Regions from separate parts of the Rattus norvegicus genome. Here region 2 is linked to region 1. Evidence: chromatin contacts called from public Hi-C data. All regions are on one chromosome and are shown on one strand. The core of a region is the stretch at or near the end of the contact, and the rest is flanking DNA. Distances in the headings are between cores, read along the strand shown. Region 1 overlaps Dab1 (DAB adaptor protein 1). Region 2 overlaps Dab1 (DAB adaptor protein 1).

Region 1 (5,472 bases), core at 2,713-5,212:
TAACCAAACAGAAATGTCGAAAATGAAAGAGTCAATCAATCACAAGAACCAAATGGAAAACATCATCAACAGACAAGATGGGGCAGAACAAAGAATCCTGGAAAGGGGGCACGGAGTTGAGGAGTGTTACATTCAGACAGCAATAGAGAAAAATAGTATGATGACATCTTCCAAGGACTCGGAGACATAAGAAGGAGACAGCATCTAAATATCACAGCTTAGAAAAGGAAGCTGAGGTTAAAAACTAGAGACAGAAAAATCATTCAGTGAATGTGTAGCAGAAACTTTCTCAGGTCTAGGGGAAGAAATGGGCAAGCATGTGCAAGAGGCAGGTAAAACCCCAACTAGAGATAACTGGAGAAGAATCACATGCTACAACAGAAAGAAAGAATAGTCAAGAAAAGAAAAAAAAAACCAACTTACTTACAAAAGGCAGACTCATCAGAATCTCACTACATCGTCCAAAAGAAACTCTGAAAGCCCAAAGAGTATGAGATGATATACTACAAGTCCTTAAAGCAAATGCAAGCTAAACAAGATTATCATAGCCAACAAACATATTTTCTTAATTGATGGAGAAATAAAGACCTTCCAGGACAAGCAAACGCTAAAGCTAAAGCAATTGATGACCACAGTTAACAAAACAGAAGAGACCCAGAGGAATTCTACACCGGAGAAGAAGATGGTATAACATGCTAGCACAGGACAGAAGAATACGTCTCATAGGAAAACTGATCAAATACACGAGAACAAGAACCAAGCACACCCAGCTTAGTAAATTAGCAAATCTCTGGGATAAATAAAGGGGAAGGGAAATAAGAATAGCTGTGTGAGCTAAACAATGCAAATTACAGAAAAATCATCAAATCTCTCTCAATGATAATCATAAATGTTAGTGGCCTTAACTTCCTAATTAAAAGACACAAATTAGTTGATTAAGTAGAAAAGTATGATCCATCCATTGGCTGTCTGTAAGAGACAGCTTACTGATAAAGACTCCACAGACAATATGTCAAAAGAGAGATTCTGTATACCACACGACGGAAGCAAGAAGCAGGGAAAAGTTCTTCTTTGTATCAATTCACACTTCAAAGTTAATCTGAGAAAATAAAGTTACTACATATTAATAAGGTATATACTCCATCAACACTATTACAATGGTTATGAATACACAGCATTGACTGCTGGCATGCCAAATCTCTTAAACAAACAGTACTGGACATAAGGGAACAGATACGTTTAGATAGTGGGCACTTTAATATCCAATTCTCATGAGTAGAAAGATTATCAAACAAAACTGTAACAAAAAACTTCAGATTTAAACTGTATCTTACATCAAATGGACTAAACAGATATGAACAGAACATTCCAGCCAACAGCTGATAAGTATGCATTCAACTCAACAGGCCGAACTAGACCACAAGCTGCCTTGTGTGTCAAGCCCTAACAACGTAGAATTGAAATAATTTACCAGATCTTATCAATCCAAATGGAATAAAAGTCGTAAGCAACAGCAAGAGAAACAACAACCTTCACGAACACATGATGATGGAACTTGAAAGACTTGGTGGGAAATTAAAAACTTCTTAGAATCGGGTAAAACTGAAAATCCAATTTTCTAGAACTTTTAGGATGTAGGAAAAGCAATTCTAAGAGGAATTCCTATGAAAACAAAATAAAAACAAAACAACAAAGAGAGACTTCTAAAGATGCATTTAAGATCCTGGAAATAAAATGACACAAACCATGCAAACCTGGAATTAGCAGATGGAAATAATGAAGAGCAGAGCAGAAGTTACTGAAATGAAAAGGAAGAACTCATACACGATGCGTTCTTTGAAAAGGTAAGGCTTTAGCCAAACTAACCACAGAGAGGCAAGACCAAAAGTAATAAGATTATAAATGAAGAAGGGGGTAATGAAGTTCAGAATATCATTAGGAAATACCTCTAAAACTAATAAATCATAGAGGAAACAAATTTCTAGATATACCATCACCCTCCATAATTAAACCAAAAGCATATAGAAACACTTTAGAACCCTATACGAAATAATGAAATTGAAAGAGCCCAGCCTACTTCCTCCAAAAAACAAAAACAAAAAAGCCCAGAACCAGAGAGAATCGTAAGACTCACTCCTGGGTTCTACCAGACCTTTGAAGGTAAAAAATGCTACCAATCAGATCAAGCAATTAACCACTCAGACCATCCAAACAATCAGGGTGGTGGCTATTCTTGGTTCCTGGCTTCAACCTGACTACATCTGGAATTCACTGAAACACAGCTGCTGGGTACAGCTCTAAGGGAATTTTCTTGATTGAATAATTTGCATTGGGTAGACTCACCTTAGGTCTACAAGCTCTGCTGGCGACCTATGTGAAGGATATGTAAGAAGGAAGCCCTCCATCTTTGCTTGCTTCCTTTCACTCTTGATGGTTAGCAGGCTCATTCCTTCAGTGGTCTTAAGCCTATTTCATCAGGATTCTGGTAATAGTCAGCATATAGCAGCTGAGACAACTAGTCTCATGGAATTGGTCTTTTCCATTGGGGGACAGCCATTGTTGGAACAGTTCTAATGACAACCTATAATCCTGTAAGTCACTCTAATAAATATTCATATATTTATTAATGGGTCACCAACTGGGTCACATCGATCAACCAATCAGCCAGCCAAGCAATTACTCAATCAACCAATCAAATCAATCGAAACATCAACCGGCCAATGAACTGGTCTAAGACACTCTACTCCCTGTATTCCTTGTATGGATGTTTACTGCCTAAAAGCATGAGTTGGATCACGTGACCTTTGGGCGGTCTGTTTTATCACAAGAGGGAGAGGTAGTGAGCATCAAGGAGAAGGAAAGCAATGAGGAACGCTGTGATCAAAATCATCTAGAGCAAGGTCACACTGGGTGTTCGTCCCAGTGCCATAGCACACGTACATCCTAGCTCCTTCAACATTTTGACTGGATTTAGCTGGTAATTCTGTATGTTATGCTTGGCATGCTTGCTTTGAATCACTACCGAATTGCATCCTGTTTTGTTAAATGGGTTTCTTTTAGCCCATCAAATACACTAATAAAAGCCTAAAAAAAAAAAAATCTCTTAAAATCCATACCCTCACCAAAAAAAAAAAAATCCCATAAAATAGCAGATAAACAGATATTGGCTTTGCCCTTTACAGATGAGAGAAATAGAACGTGTCAAAATCAAGTAACCTGAAACTTGTGTTGATGCTGGTCCAGCCCCAAACATTTTTATCTCCATAGCTCAAAAGAGGAACACAGGCTACCTCTGGGTAGAAACAGTGTAAGTGACATTTGCCACAATTTCATTCTCCAAGCCCAATTAACATGAGACTAGTTTAACCTTTAAAAGTTGTAAAAGAGAAACACATTCAACTTGGCTTGAGTCACTACACAGTTAACAGCAGGCTGCTGCGTGCCTGGTTCCTTGCTTAAAAACGGGTTAATTACAGCGCTGGGCTCTTTCATATTCTGCCAGAGCTTTGCTTCAAATCTAATTTCTCAAAGTATATTGCTAGACGCTAATGAAAACCCGAAGAGACACACGCATTCAGGAGATGTATAGCCAATGAATTTCCTGTTGTTTTTATACTGAACAACTTTTTTTTTATATCCTAACATTTTTATGCCAGCTATGAAAAAGATAAATAAATATTTATGACATTCACTCAATTCCACAGTAACTACTAAGTTGCTGGTATTCTCAACTCTGGATTGAAATGTGCATATTTCAGTGGGTGGGGAGTCTCAACCCTCAATGAGGAAGCCAGGCAACACTGTCATTAAGGCCGGAAGACTTCTCAGTTGACACACTGCAAGGATATGGCTTGAGAGCAGAACATGAGGGGCTTAATTACGGTGGCTGCAACAGCGGCATTCCAGACCTCAGTGCTGCCGAGCCAAAAGCAAAGAGCATGCCAGCATCACTGTGGACAAGGTTCGAGCTTTTACCGTGCATCAGCAATGTTTAATCACAAAAGACAAACAAGGTGACTGGGGAAATAAAAAGACACAAGGGCCAATTTCAACACTCCTGCAGACATTTTGTCATTTACTAAGAAATGGTCTGCTCCCCCCCTCTTTGTTTATTGATTGAGTTTCCACTTGTAGCTTTCCACATAGCCACAAACCTACTACTTATGAAGAAGAGACCAGAATTCCTCAATAGGTACTGCACATAGTTTTTGCTTGTTTGTTTATCTAACTTAGTGCCTGATCTTCAGAGGATTCATGTCCGTGAACTCTTGAGACACACACACACACACACACACACACACACACACACACACACACACTTCCTACTTCAGAGTCTCCAACATTCCCTACAGAGGCCACTGCAATGGTCCTTCTCATCGGTTTCACTCAAGGAGGCCCATCCTTGCGGGCACCTGAGTTTGCAGTTCTTACCACAGGAGATATTTATAAGACGATTAATATACACCACACCTGATATACACCGCTTCATTATAAACCAAATAAACTTAGCACTATTTCTCTACAGTCTGCTCCTTCGCTACAGACAAGAGGAGGATCTGGAAAGGCAAAGATTGAACTTCTAAGACTTAGGAACCACTACTGGTCCTTTCAGTCGCATTTGCCACAGCTCCTATATCCCTGCTCCATGCTCATAGTCTATGATCCACTTGTCCCAAACTGCCCAGCCTTCTCCAAACATAATGCTGCATACCATTGCCGTCACTGAGGTCCTCTGACCCAGAAGGTCTTGTCTTCTGTCATACATTGTATGCACTCAGAGGGTAAGAACAGTTTCTGCCCCATACACCAGATAATTCCGGAGCCCAACACCAACAACTCTCTCTCAAAATTCTTGACTCAGAGGCCGACCCTTCCAAACTAGCAAAACCCACACTTTAGCTAGCGCTTGCATTGCACAGAGCCACAAGCTTACTTATTTGCACTCCACTGACTATTTCTAGAGAACGTGTGCCTTTTTCGTATGGTCGCATCTACAAAGCAGATCACTGTGCACAGGACTGCACATGAGCTCCATAAATAGTGGGTAAATGGATGAAGTAATGAAGCAGAGAGTCATTTCATACAAATCTTTACTTTTTATAATGGACAATGAAGTAGCCATGTGCCACCACATCATCACCATCACTCCCATTGCTGCCCAATACACCCACCTCCATCTCACCAACCCTAGAACCCAGCAGCCACCTCTCAGAAGCCAGAGTCTCAAGACAAGCCCTTTTGTGGATGTAGTACAGCCTAGGAGAAGAAGAGGGTTAGAATCCCACCCACGGTCATTATTCTGCATGTTTCCATTCCATGTTCTACTCTTTCACATCCTTTCCTTTTAAATATAAAATTAAATAATGACTTGTTTAGGTAACAGTCATCATGATCGTAATACCTGTTATATGCTCAGAAGACAGCTCGCTGAACAATACATGCAGAATTCAATTCTAGCCATGACATGCTTGA
Region 2 (5,336 bases), core at 821-3,320, 130 kb before region 1:
TTCACTCTGTGGGCATACCTGGAGGGATCTAAGGCACATGCTGTAGACCAGCTTCAATAGCACTGCACAGGAAGAGGAGTGGCTTTATTAAACCAGCCTTCTCAAAGAATCCCCAGCCAGGATCAGGCTGCCCAAAAGGCAGTAGGAGTGGGAAAGAAGAAAGAGACTCAAGAAACGAGGAGTAGATTTAGGGAGTCCCTAGGGTCTGTTATCATCAGGAAAGAGCCAACAGTCTTTCACAGCCCACAAACAAAACAATTAAACCATTCTTTGCAATGAATAAAGGACACCTGTGGTATTATCACCCTCATTCCCAACTTGTTCATATTGTGAGTACATGTATTATTAACATAATACTTCACATTGCAAGTACATTTATTATTAACATAAACTTTCCTGTGTGGAAAAGCTTGATTGCAGGCATCCTCTGCTCTCCGAATAGTGTAGTCTTTCTGATGAAAACTAATTGCTTTGAAGGGGGAGGGGTGCCATGTTTGGACACCTTTAATCAGCGCATTACCTGATAGGACATTTATTAAGAATAAAACATTTCTTTTATTCTATAGCTGCCTCAGCACTTGTTAAGATGAGGATGGGGGAGGGGAGCACAAGCCTTTATCATCTCCCGATCTCGCTAGCAAATTGGCAATTTATGCACAGAATATTACAAATACTGCTGAATTATTTGAGCCTGGAATTAATTTAGAGAATCTGCCCCTTCTTTGAGAGCCCAGGGATTTGGCTTATCTTTATTTGCCGAAGGAACCATGTCACTGAAAGCAGTCTCGGGATTATTTCAAGTGAATGAATAATGAAATTGCCTAGCTTTCTAATGGTTTCCAAATTCCATGGCTACCCCAGCACTCGATGATGGGCTAGCTCATCAGTGGGCATTCACAGTGTGGGTGAAGCCCATCGAAGCTCGGCACAGGAGTTTCTGTACTGAGTAATTAAAGCTAGTAAGGAAAACCCAGTGTCACCGGGGGTTACAGACTGCTGCTTTGGAAAATGGAGGAGAGACATTTCATCCTGCAGACAGCATCATTAGGGCAACGCACACAAGATAATCAATTACCCAAAGCATCTATTTTTTTAAAATAATCCTTCGCTTGCATGAGAACCTTTAATCACATCAGAAATCACTGATCTTGCCAGACATGAGCATATACCACACAGGGCAGTAGACATTCTGGCTTTTAGAAGTGGGGGAAATTCAAACTGATAGAGCAAGAACTCAAATGGACAATCTTTTCCCACAAAGTTTGCTTTGCTACATACTATGTACCATGGGTAACCATCTAAAAATATTCCAGTCACCCATGCTGATCAACTACGTAACTAAATATCACTTTATTTACTTTTTTTGTTAAGCTAATGATGTTTATTATAGAAAACTTGAAAATATAGATGCAAGAGTGAAAATAAAATAGAGGCTTAATCTGCAAAATCAGAGGTATGCATGTTTAATATTCAGAGTATTTTGCTCTAGCAATAAACTTCTCTACACACGTACATGATTTTTTTTCCACTCGTAAGTATTTTTCCAAGTCCTTGATGGCTAAATGTAGAAATGCATATTTTTCTGGAATATAATACTTATTTGTCCACAATATAGAATGGAAAAAAAAAACTGGTTGTTTTTAAAGACTGTTGATTCTTAACACTCAAAATACGTATAGGTAAATGGCCAAAAGATACTTAATGAATGGACAAGTTAAATAGACAAACCAATGACTAAATGCCTTTCTTTCCACAGTCAGATGACAAGTTGTTGCTTTTTCCAAACACTAGCATACACAATCTGACCCTCATCCTGATAACTTCTGAGACCTAGAAGGTTGAGTCAAACCTAGGGACTACTATACCTGGTTAGATTTTTGTCAACACAATACAGACTAGGGTCATCTGCAGAAGAGAAACCATAATTGAGGGATTGCCCCATCGGATAGCCTGTGGGGCATTTTCTTGGTTAATGATTGATGAATAAGGACCCAGCCCACTATGGGTGCCACCACTGGGCAGGTAGCACGGGTTGAACAAGCCTCTGGGAGTACGCCAATAAGCAGCTCTTATCCATGCTTCCTGCCTCTGCTCTTGCTCAGCTTGCTGCCCTGACTGCCCTTCATGATGGACTGTGATGGGGAGAAGTAAGCCTTCCCTTCTCCAGGTGCCCTTGGTGTGGTGTTTCTCAAGCATTAGAAAGTAGAGTAGGATAGAAATCCTGCTAACTCTGTGCTGGACACGCAGCCTTGTGTATCCATAGGTTCCATGCCTACCCATTCAGAGGGCTGCAAATACTTGGCAAAAAAGGCGTGGTGACTGTCATGAAGAGGTGGAGACTTGTTTCTTGCCATTACCCTCTCAACCATGCATTAAAAACACAGAAGAGTGGCCAATGGCAGAGTAGCTGCATTGTGTTGGGTATAACGAGCTCATGGAAAGCCCACCAGAAGTGATATGTAGGTTGTGTGTACATACTGGGCTGTTTTATGTAAGGTACTTTAGTATCCAGAAGACTCGTCTGTGAAACCCAAGCAGCACATGTGTTTCCGTGACGGTTAACATCCAGATCTTTCATTATTATGTTAAACAAATCAAAACATCTTTAAAAGTCCTCGACTGTCTCCCATGCCTACAGATATCAGGAGGTGAGCTCTGCATACTCACAAGCCCCACGAAGAACATTCCTGATAATTCTGTTGAACTGCTATCTCAAGGCATTAAAATAAGAGCTGTAAATATCTCCTGATTAAATATTAACCTTAAGATAAAAAATGACTGTTCAGAGGTTGCGAGTGACTGACTTGCTCTAATGTGCCACTTATGAAATGTGTATCTTAAATCAGCAGTGAAGTGAAACCAACATCATTAACACCACAAAAACCCGGGAGCTTCTATATGCATGATCTTTCCCAGCGTGTTATTAACAGCACACCCCTCCCCGTGCTAGACAGTACAACTGCCCAGCATTAGCCTCTATTACTTTAAAGGCAATTTTATATTTCATATCCAAATTAATAGTTGCTCTCTAACGTCTTATTATGCTTAATTACTTCTCCTTCCCACATCCTCCCTTCCCTCTACACATCCTTTCCTTAAATGATGCTCAAAATCTCCAAGTACAATCAGAGATCACATAAGCTGCTCAGCTGTGGATGCTGACAACACTAAAGGTGGGGTCTTGAAGGCAAACGCTCAGATTTAAGAGGAAAGTCTCTGAGAGGACCACAATAGGTCATCTCAAAGATCTGGTTAAGAGGAAAAAGATGTAAGGGCAGTTCTCATCAGGATCTTCTCGATGCCACTGCAGCACCTCTTTCTCTCAGAAAGGGTCTCAGGAGCTACCTTAGTCACAGCTCTCACACATTTAGCCCCCACTTTTCAGATTCTCACCCCATATGCACTTGCTTTGTTCTTCAGGTTCAAACCCTGGGATGGAGTGAAGATTTCTGTATCCACTTCTTCTTCATCAAAATTCCATCAAGGAATGTGTCTGCCATTCGGTCTGCTGGTTCTTAAGGTAAGATTAGCATCTTTCAAATGCCTCTTGCCCTCCAAGGTACTGATCCGATCTCAGCCAGTTGCCTCCAGTTTCCAGAGAAGCCAGCAGTAGACAGTCTCCTAAGCCACCCTGGTCCTTGGAACTATGCTGACTCTGCAAGGCTAAGACCATGTGCCACAAAATAGTAGGGCCAATATTCAAGTGGCTTTAGGGACCAGGGATACACTCAGCCATGATATATCATATATCTATGAGTTTATTTAGGGCCTGGGAACGGTAGTTGAAGAGGTAGTAGAGACAGAGAAAGGCAGAGAGGCGAGAGGGAGGGAGGGAGGGAGGGGAAGGGAGGGAGAGAGGGGGGGGAGTAGACAGAGGCCAACCATGAATACATGGAGAGATGGGGGAGGAGGGAAATAGGGAGGGAAAGGACAGAGGGGTAAGAGGGGATGAGAGCAAGAGCCATGTTTTTCAATTCTTCCCCCTCAACCAAACTTTGGGATCCAACCTTTCCCATTTACACTCAGTTTTCCTGATAAAATATTATCCTTTTCTCTGACAGTCATCATTTTTCTGAGCTCTACTCAATGCTTTTCCAAACAACTAAACCTTCCTTTGAGCAAGAAGCAGCCTTAGGGCCCAGTTTGGTATCCAAGGCCCTACCTCTTACAAACAGACTGTCCAACCCCATCATTCCCAGGTGCCTGCATAGCACTTAATCCAGTTCTCACGATGTGTCCCACTAGGGAGTCTGAAGTTCTGAGTGCTGACTATATGCAGCCTGGTTAAAAGCTCAAAAGAAAGTCGAACAACAGTTTCATGTATCCATGGTGCACAAGCTACAAACATCACTTTTACAGCATCTCAGTAACCTTTATCAGTCCTGTGTGAGCATTCCACGTTAGAGATGCAGAAAATATGACCGAGGTTTGGACTTGATCCAGATCTCTGTGCACAGGTCACATTCCCTTTCTATCTGTAGTCATTTTGCTTACTGTGTTCTCTCAAGGTCTGTGATGCCAGAAGACTGAAATCATTTCTGCTGAGTAGAAATAAAGGGCCAAGAGGGCTGTCTTCTTACTAAAGGCTCCAGTAGACAACTGTGTCTGAGTCCTGTGGTCTTTCTTCACCATTTTTCAGCTCAAATGCTCAGTGTGTGACCAGAGGTCCTTCCTACTCCCATCCCATAATCCTCTTAGGTACCTTCTCTACTCAACCCACCTCCTATGGAACCTCCCCATCCCAGCACCCTTCCAGGTATACTCCTATCCTTACCACACCACCCTCCCAGAGACCCCATACGTCCATCCTTTCAGAGACCTCCCCACCTACCCTCCTCCCACAGACCCTCCCCAACCCTAACAGCCTTCCAGGGGTGCTCCCTATTCTGTCATCCTCTAAGAGATCTTCCTGATCCTGGCCATTTCCTTTCTCAAATAGACAAACCCTCTCTCCTGCTTTCCTCCGGACTCCTCTAAGGGCTGCTCCCTGTATACTTTCTCCTCTGCTCCCCAGAGCTGTTCGTCCTTCCCTTCAACACTGATATGATGGTTTCAATGAGTTATTCTCCCAAATGGCTTTCCTCATCCACAAGCTCTTGTTACTTTCTCCCCTTGTAATTATTCTACATTTTTGTACTTTGAACTACATTTACCATCTGCTAGCCCAATTACGCAAATGATCCCAATCCTTTTGAATCTGGTTAAATTGTTCAACAGGATTTACTCACCCCTCACTTCTAAAATCATCTGTAAACCTGGATGTGACAGAGAGGGGTCAAAAATAGAGTGAAGGGGGGGTTCATGTGTGGAGGATGTCAGGGTGAAGATGTGAACAC

What was found. Hi-C and Micro-C count contacts between places; a contact is called where the count stands out from the background.
Region 2: a contact with region 1 is called in a Hi-C map of liver, with 2.4 times the contacts expected there. The contact joins two enhancer-like sites. A contact is called at or near these places in 2 of 12 Hi-C or Micro-C datasets (Schwann cells and liver) and 1 of 1 datasets of contacts at active chromatin or transcription factors (oligodendrocytes).

The regions. Positions count from the first base shown.
Region 1 is chr5:124,384,696-124,390,167 of GRCr8, reverse strand. The region is part of intron 1 of Dab1 (DAB adaptor protein 1); the gene reads right to left. Among named protein-coding and RNA genes, the nearest start is that of Prpmp5l1, 17 kb to the right of the region's middle. Within about 2 kb of position 3,962, at least 2 of the 93 cell types and tissues checked have an H3K27ac peak or open chromatin away from gene starts, as enhancers often do. A contact at or near this core is called in liver, where this site is marked.
Region 2 is chr5:124,514,340-124,519,675 of GRCr8, reverse strand. All of the region lies in intron 2 of Dab1 (DAB adaptor protein 1), which reads right to left. Among named protein-coding and RNA genes, the nearest start is that of Prpmp5l1, 150 kb to the right of the region's middle. Within about 2 kb of position 2,070, at least 4 of the 93 cell types and tissues checked have an H3K27ac peak or open chromatin away from gene starts, as enhancers often do. A contact at or near this core is called in liver, where this site is marked.